Linked DNA regions of Arachis hypogaea: region 2 is linked to region 1. Evidence: chromatin contacts called from public Hi-C data. All regions are on one chromosome and are shown on one strand. Each heading gives the region's core, a stretch centred on a gene start, on an enhancer-like site or on the middle of the called end of the contact. The rest is flanking DNA. Distances are from core to core; before and after follow the strand shown.

What was found. Hi-C and Micro-C count contacts between places; a contact is called where the count stands out from the background.
Region 2: a Hi-C map of leaf shows a contact between it and region 1, with 3 times the contacts expected there. The contact joins the promoter of LOC112790865 here to the promoter of LOC112790862 in region 1. A contact is called at or near these places in 3 of 8 Hi-C or Micro-C datasets (all in leaf).

What each region holds. Positions count from the first base shown.
Region 1 is chr3:108,207,394-108,211,508 of arahy.Tifrunner.gnm2.J5K5, forward strand. It overlaps LOC112790862, which reads left to right and starts at 2,274. Exons shown (of 3, transcript XM_025833459.3): 1 at 2,274-3,685. The coding sequence starts at 2,753.
Region 2 is chr3:108,353,068-108,357,325 of arahy.Tifrunner.gnm2.J5K5, forward strand. LOC112790865 (BTB/POZ domain-containing protein At1g63850) reads right to left here and starts at 2,370. Exons shown (of 3, transcript XM_025833463.3): 1 at 638-2,370; 2 at 1-401. The coding sequence starts at 1,459.

The DNA.
Region 1 (4,115 bases), core at 1,024-3,523:
TTAAAATAAAAAATTTAAATTTTTTTAAATAACAATCTTAGCTTGTATTCTTAGATATAAGAATTCATAATAACTAAATTTAAAATAAAATAATATTTTTTAAAAATTAAATACTAAATAGAATAAAAATATTTTTATATGAAAACCAATCAATTATCTACATATTATTATGGTTAATAGATTCAATAATGCTAACTGACCAACAAAATATAATATTTTTGACAAATATTTTACTAATTTTAAATATTAAAGACTAAATTCTAAATCTTAATAAATATTTTTAGAAAATATTTTATTTTTAATAATTTATAAAAAATATTTATAATTATTTTTTTTTATTTATGATTGAATATACTCTTTATTGAATTTATTATGGATATTATTAGATGTACTCTTTATTGTACTCTTTATATATGCTTGGATCATATATAAATAGACGTAAATTAATTCGATCTACTATGGTCCAAAATTAATTCGAAGCAGACTCATTCGAATTACTAGGGACGACCTAGCGTGCATAATTCGAATCACCCTGGTTCGAACTACCATAAGACTATATGCAAGCATAATTCAAATTGGACAAATTTCAATTACAAGCATTACTACTAATTCGAATAGGACTAATTCAAAGTAGTGTTTGTTTGTCTAATTCAAATGAGACTGATTCGAATTACATAAAAATATGCTTTTGGGAGATCCTGGTAATGTTTTTCAATCTGGTAGAATTGTGTAATTTAGTCCTCCATTTGATTTAATTGTGAATTTTACCCAATATATAAGGTGCCTATAATAACAATGATCAGATATATAAAGTATACAACAAAAATCTATGTGGCAATTAAATGTGTTCATATGATATATATAATTATTAGCGCTATATACATCGAAGAGACATTTGGCTTGGTGGTAACATGACATTGTTAAAGCTTTTCTTTCCTCCAGGTTCCAAGTTCGAGCCCTACCTTCTTCGTTTGTGGAAGGCTTTGCAAAGTTGATATTCTACAGTGATCCACACGTTGTGGGTCTAATGGTGGAAGCGCGGGTTTAACGATTGAGTCAGTTGGACCACCGGACGGTCCGGTCCGATTCTAATAACTATATGTTGTTTTCGTTTATTTGTTATTTAGCGGCGGTTGCAAACCACCGCAAAATTGACAGATGTTTAGCGGCGGTTATTCCAGCGGTTGACTAAAACCGCCGCTATCCGTTTTGCCGCGCCCTATCTTCCGGCGTTTCATAAAACCGCCGCGAAATGTTTCGCGGCGGTTCAAAACCGCCGCTAAACGGCTCCAGGAACCGCCGCTAAATGGCGTTTTTGTTGTAGTGCGTGGTAGCTTCCCACGGATTATATAGAAAGGTGAAAATGCACATGTACGTAACCTTTTTCTGTTTTGTGTATTTGTGTAAAATTTTTACCAAGTTTATTTATTTGGGTAAATTGCCCTTCCATTTATGGTTGATTTGATCTAATCTCATAAACTTATCATGTTAGTTAGTATACCAATTAAAATTACTATGTGTGTATTATGATGTTACTTAACGTGTCATATCAATAAATTTTGACGTCATTAGCAATAAAAGTGATAAAAAGATTAACATGACTAACTTAAAATTTTTAAAGGACAAATTTGATTAAAAAATATTTCAAGAACCAATTTAAAAAATAAATAATCTTTCATGGACTAATTTAACAATTTGCTCAAACTAAAAATACTTAAAAACTATAGAAATTTATATTTTTAACCATAAAAGGATAAACGTCCTAATACAATATTATATGGACATCAACTATTATTATTTTAGATTAATAATAATTTATATTTATATTTATAAAAATTTATACACATAAAATATATAATTTATATTTAATAAAATTTATTTATTAAAAATAATTTAATATTTGTATTGGTTAAGTATTGGCTAAAATTTATAAAATGTCCTAGCCTCAAAACTTTCTGTAACTAAATCTCCTAATCTTGTTGGACTTGCAATTAAAAAAGTCATCTTGCTTTGACTCCGTTGAACCCGATTCAACTGCAGTGGCCATTTCTGTCAATTACATTTGAAAAATGAAGTTACGAGGTTAAATTCTAGCCGGTATTGAACATAGACAATCCAAACCGTTGGGTATGTTTTATTGGTAATTAGTAATAATATACTAAGCCTATCAAAAAGGTAATAGTATACTAAGTACATTAAAATGAATACTTTGGTTCAATAGGTCCTAAGTTAGTAAGTTTCATAAATATGATTTATGATAGGAGGTAGAATGAATATCGTTTCAGACACTCATGCGGCATCCTCCACAGAATAAATCAGGAATGCGATCGTGTAATTACTAATTACCACCACAGCATTCCTAGTTTACAGTCGTTGAATCTGCTTAGTGTCGTGTTGGGCCCCCACACAAATCCAACATCAAAACATTGGAATTCTCCTTCTCTGGCACTCGTGTTCCACTTGCACGCGCTCTTAGTCTCCCACTTTGCAATTTTGCATCTCATCTTATTAACTAATAATGACATTTAATTTAGGCGTGGAACGAGCTAGCTAGCTCCATTAGGAACCCGGGAGGAGAGATTGCAATATGCATGCTTCTCTCCTCTTTCATTCAAACACCTGTCCCCTGATTATCTTCTTCCCCCTTTACTCTTTTATTTTTTGTTCAATCACATTCAATCTTAAAATTGCATTGGTCATCCCCTAATCCAGAACTAGAACTCCACTTTCCCTTTGCTAACTCAATTTAAGAATGAAAGATCCGGACAAGATAATTTGGGAACACGCTAGGAGTCCCAAATCCGGCACCCCTCTAGGTGGCGCCGCCGCCTCACAGCACAGAACATTGCCCAAGCTTCTGGTTCTGCTTATCCTCTTCGTTTCAGTCACCTACGTCGTCTACACACTCAAGCTCCTCACCACCTCACGTGACTGTCACGAGCCCCCATTTTCCACCCACACCCACATCCTCTCAGGAATAGGACTAACCGCAATCCCCACCATCAATGCCACCGCCTCCACCCTCAGGCTCTTGAACCGCACTTCCGCCGTCACTCGCCGCGAATCTCGGGAAACCGCCACCGACCAGACACAGCTCCGCCACGTTGTCTTCGGGATCGCGGCCTCGTCGAAGCTCTGGGAGAAGAGGAAGAACTACATCAAGCTATGGTACAAGGCGAACGAGATGCGCGGCGTGGTGTGGCTGGACAACAAGGTTAGCTCCGGCGGGATGGGAGAGGGGCTGCCGCCGGTGAGAATCTCGGGCGACACTTCGAAGTTCTCGTACACGAACAAGCAGGGACACCGTTCGGCGATCAGGATCTCGCGGATCGTGTCGGAGACGCTGGCGCTGGGAATGGAGAACGTGCGGTGGTTCGTGATGGGCGACGACGACACTGTTTTCGTGACGGAGAATCTAATTAGGGTTCTGAGGAAGTACGATCACAACCAGTTCTACTACATTGGGAGCTTATCGGAGAGCCACCTTCAGAACATATACTTCTCTTACGGCATGGCCTACGGCGGCGGAGGGTTCGCCATCAGCTACCCTCTGGCCAAGGCCCTCCAGACAATGCAGGACCGCTGCATTCAGAGGTACCCTGGTTTGTACGGCTCCGATGACCGGATGCAGGCTTGCATGGCTGAACTCGGTGTTCCACTCACCAAGGAGGCCGGGTTTCACCAGGTGAGTTCACTCGCTAGCTTCTTTCCGTGTTTTCGTTTTATTATTTTATTATTATATTATAATTATTGTTAAATTTGAGAGTCTTATCGTTTTCACTGTGATAATATGATACGTGGTTTCCTGTCTCTGTTTTGCTTCTATTTACCACGGGATGGGATTTGCTCATTTGCATGAGTTTGTCGGCATTATTTTGGTTTGGTGGGAGTGGGACTCTATTTTTCTAATTTCAAAAAGTTTTCGAATCCATTCTTTTTTATTAATATTTCGATTTTAAGGAGAATTGCCTGGGACTCGGGTGCTCTGGATTTTCTTTTTCGGCCTCAAATATTAGTTTTCATTGTATGTTTGTTAGTATTTTAATTTAATTAAAAAATAATACTTTAATTAGTTGAGAGAAAGGTTGGTTCCTGTTTGTGGACCCTTGGATTGA
Region 2 (4,258 bases), core at 1,120-3,619, 150 kb after region 1:
AGGTCTGAAGCTGCAGCCTTCAAAAAGTGGTGATGAAGTAATTGCATACAATCATCACATGCCAAGTACAATGACTCTTTCCGTAGGTCATTCTGGGACGAATTCTCACGAAGCATCTTTGACACCAGGCCTTTCATTTCACGCCTGGCCTTCTCATCTTTGCCTTCAAGAACCACACGAATAAGCTTCAGAAGAACTTCCTCGTTATCACCCCCCTCTTCATTGCCATTTGCCACTTCAGTCGAAACCCTCTTCAAAACATCCCCGGCTCCAACAGATTCAAGACGAAGCTCAGACAAGAGGGAGGCAACCTTCTCCTCTTCATCCTCTGCCCATGGTGCCGCTTCCAAATACTCCAAAGAAGACAAAACCCCAGCATCAAATCCAATTGCAGCCGAAACCTAAGATACCACAATAGCAAGCAACTCATGACTCACACAACCCACCTAGGAGCAGCCCCCATTGAAAAAAACAAAGCAGCAAAGAAGAAAATGAAATGGTTTGAAGTGCTTAACCTAAAAGTTCACATCACGTCATCAAATTCAATTTCATATTCTACCTAATCCTACAGTTGATGTTATACACAACAAAAAAACAAAGCATAAAAGAAGAAATCCCATTTTGAGAAAGGCATTACCTTCAAGATACCCAAAACCTTGGAGACATCCTCCTTCATGAGCCTCTTCCTGATATCATTGCAGTACATAAGGCTCAAGGTCTCAATGTAAACCTCAACGTCGTCGCAGTCAGCGATCTCGACCAAGTAGGGCGTAGTTGGCCTAGGGTTCTGCTTGGTCCACCTGTCAGAGAGCTTGACGGCGAAGAACCTGCTGTGGGCAACAAGAATTTGGCGATGAACGTTCATGGAGACACTAAAGCCATCCTTGGAGGTGAGAGTGAGCTTGATGTCACTGGAAACGGCGTCGTTGAACTGGTTGCCGGGGCTGCGAGACCCCAAGAGCTCCGAAATCCGCTGCATCATTAGGGTTTGCCTGTCGAGAACGGGAACATGGGCTTTAGGGGGTTGGATCTGAGACTGAGAGTGAGGCCTGTGGTGGCTCGCAGTGTCGGGCTCGCTGGCCATCATCTCGAAGAGTGTGGGGCTGGATCGGGTCTTGTCGGGCGGAGGGGACATTGGGTTCAGGAGGCCCGCCGTCAGTGCGGAGTTGAATTTCGTGAAGCTGGAAGGGAAGGGGTCCGAGTGCCCGTTGCTGCCCGTTGGGGATGCCTGGATGAAGTCCATGATTGGGGAGCACCGCCCCGGCGAGAACCGAATCCTGTAGTCGGAGGATGGACTGGGAGAGGGAGTGTCCTGGGCCTGGGCCTGGGCCTGGGCAGAGGTGGAGATGGTGGTTTCTCGGCACTTGCGACGTTTGGGTTTGATGGGTTGGTTTTGTAATTTGAGGAGAGATGTTGTTGTTGCTGCTGCACTTGTTGTTGTTGTTGTTGTCGCTGCCATCTAATGCCTTTGAGGAGGATCTTGTCCTTTTGCTTAGGGCATTGGCATCAGAGCTGCTCAGACACACCACACAAGAGTGAGAGAATGAGACTCATAAATGGCGGTGGACACGAGGAGTGTCTCGTATGACTCAGATAAATCAATTCTAAAATTACCTACAACAAACAATTAACTGTATTCCTTTTATATTTTATATGGTTGATGACCGTAAAGTACACTCTCTAGAATACTATACATTGATGTAGTTTGTACGTACATGAAATGCAATCCGATTGATTTTGGGGCTGGGGGATGAATGGATTGGGTTACAGATAAACTCACATGCCCAACTAACAAATAACAACCATATGTATTCAATAAAGACTCTCATTAATTAATGGATAAACGCCTGGGTATCACTTTTAATCTTCGGATGCTGCCTTTACAAATTACAGCAACGGAACTAGTAGATAGATCCCAATGCTTATACTACATGATTATTAGCACCTTTACTCGATGGACTGTACTAAGTAAACGTGAGTATTAGTAATCATGATGTGATGTCCAGTGTTTAATAAGTAATAACACCTAATAATTTTTTTTATTATTCCTGCGGTCAGCTTTTCTTCCCGTAAAAGAAAATACAGCAAGTTAAAAAAGCTTTGTCTTTCATCATCACATCACCATCATTCTAATTCCGCATATAATTTCTCTTCTTTTCAAGCCACCTTCAACATACCTGTTATGGTCCTTCCTTCACATAATAACAAGTTAACAACTCACGAAATAATTAATCCGAGATAATATGTGTCCAATATTATGATTGAGATTGGATTTGTGTGATGCACCGCAAAAATGGGAATGTGTATAATGTCATGAATATCAATTGGTACTGCTTACCACTTTAATCTTGCTGTCGATGGTGTCTATCCAAATTGGAGATGTAACAAACACCATGACCATTTATGTATGACTAATTAATGATATCACGGCTTGAAATGTCGCTATCCCACTCTTGCTTTATTTACCATCTCTTTAAGGCAAAAATGCTTTGCTTTGCTTATGATGTGTGTGTCCATGCATGATGCCATCCATGTGTGAGAATGTCCTATTCTTTATCTCATTGGGGAAGCAAACTAACAAGTAACAAATTCAAAATCCAACTTTACTAGAAGAAGGCTTTCTTCTTCTATGGACCACAGCATATGTGGGTGTGGGTCCCTAAGCACAGAACACATACATAAGACAGCTACTCTTTCATCTCCATTTTAAAAACTCTCGTCACAATAATATAAAAATGGGCCCTTACCCACAATGGTAATCACATCAGCCCAATAATTGTATTTTTTGTCCGCATTTTTACATATGGGCAGACCAGAAACAGAGCGCGGTATAATCTGAGGGGAAAAGAAAAACTGAGCTAAAAATATCCATGCTTTTGTTCTTTTATATATTTTTTTTATTTGATAAAAATATACGTACTGCTATTGTATTTTTCATGAATTAGAATTTTAATTTACCCCTTTTCTTGCCTGTTGACAATCACCAAAAGTATATATGAAACTAAATTAAATAAATATCATGTCACAATAATGAAAAATACTAGCAGATACACGATAAAACATGCATCGCAGCTATTTTATTTACCACAAATTACATTTAAAACTGGTAGCTACGAAAAAGAATTAACTTTTGAAAAAGAATCTTAGGGGCTTACATGTTAAAAATTAAATTCTACTATTTTTTTTCTTTTGTCATATAACAGTTACACACATTCTATTAATGGTTCATCTACGATTTTTAGTGAGATTTGAACCACGATACAGCATTTTAAGAGGCATGATTATGGATCACTAAGTTAAGCCTCAGCTGTAAATTCTACTATTTTAGTTTCTTTAAAATTTTGCATTTTTGTTTGGGTTGTCGGCCTTAAGTTTTTTTCTTCCAAGTAAGGCCCATCTACCGAACTCATCACTTTTATGGATTATTATTTTAAATAGTTGTTAATCGCGACAAAAAAAAAGGGTTGTAGTTGATGGCTATCACTGTAAGTAGAAATTAATTCACTTGCAGTTATTATTTAGTTTGAAAAAAATCGATTTATTTATACAAATAGTTTAATTAAAAAAATTAATTTAAATTAGACCAAACAATTATTTTTATTTTTTTTTTCGTTACGCTCCTGAAATTCGATCTCTTCTAATTTTTCATAACTAATATAAAAGCTAGGGTAAAAAAAATAAGTCATGGAGAGAAAGAAATTACATGAATCAACCAAAACGAAATTTGATTCACGAATCAATCAATGCACAAATATATGTAGTTCGAATCAAACCGTTTCGAATTTGGATTGGATGTAATTCGAATTGAGCTACTTCGAATTACATGTAAAGTTGAAACACACATAATTTGAATTGAGTCAATTCGAATTACTATGAAACCTGAACAAAGCATAATTCGAATTGAGTTGGTTCTAATTACTCCTATGTAATTCGAATGATGTTGATTCGAATTACACATTGTACAATAAGATACTAGAAAAAATATTATATAACATAAAAAAATATACTAAAAGAAGTATAAAATAAGATTATACTAAATTAATTTTAGTATAAAATTTTTATATATTATTAAAATTTAACTTCTATTAGTACATTGAATTAAAAATAACATATAAAAATGTACTTGTATTTATTAAATTTTAGTAATATATAAAAATTTAATGACTTTTTAAATATTCTTTTTATAATAGGAGTACATTTTTATATACTTTAAATACTTTATATAAAAATGTACTTATATTTATCATACAAAAATAAA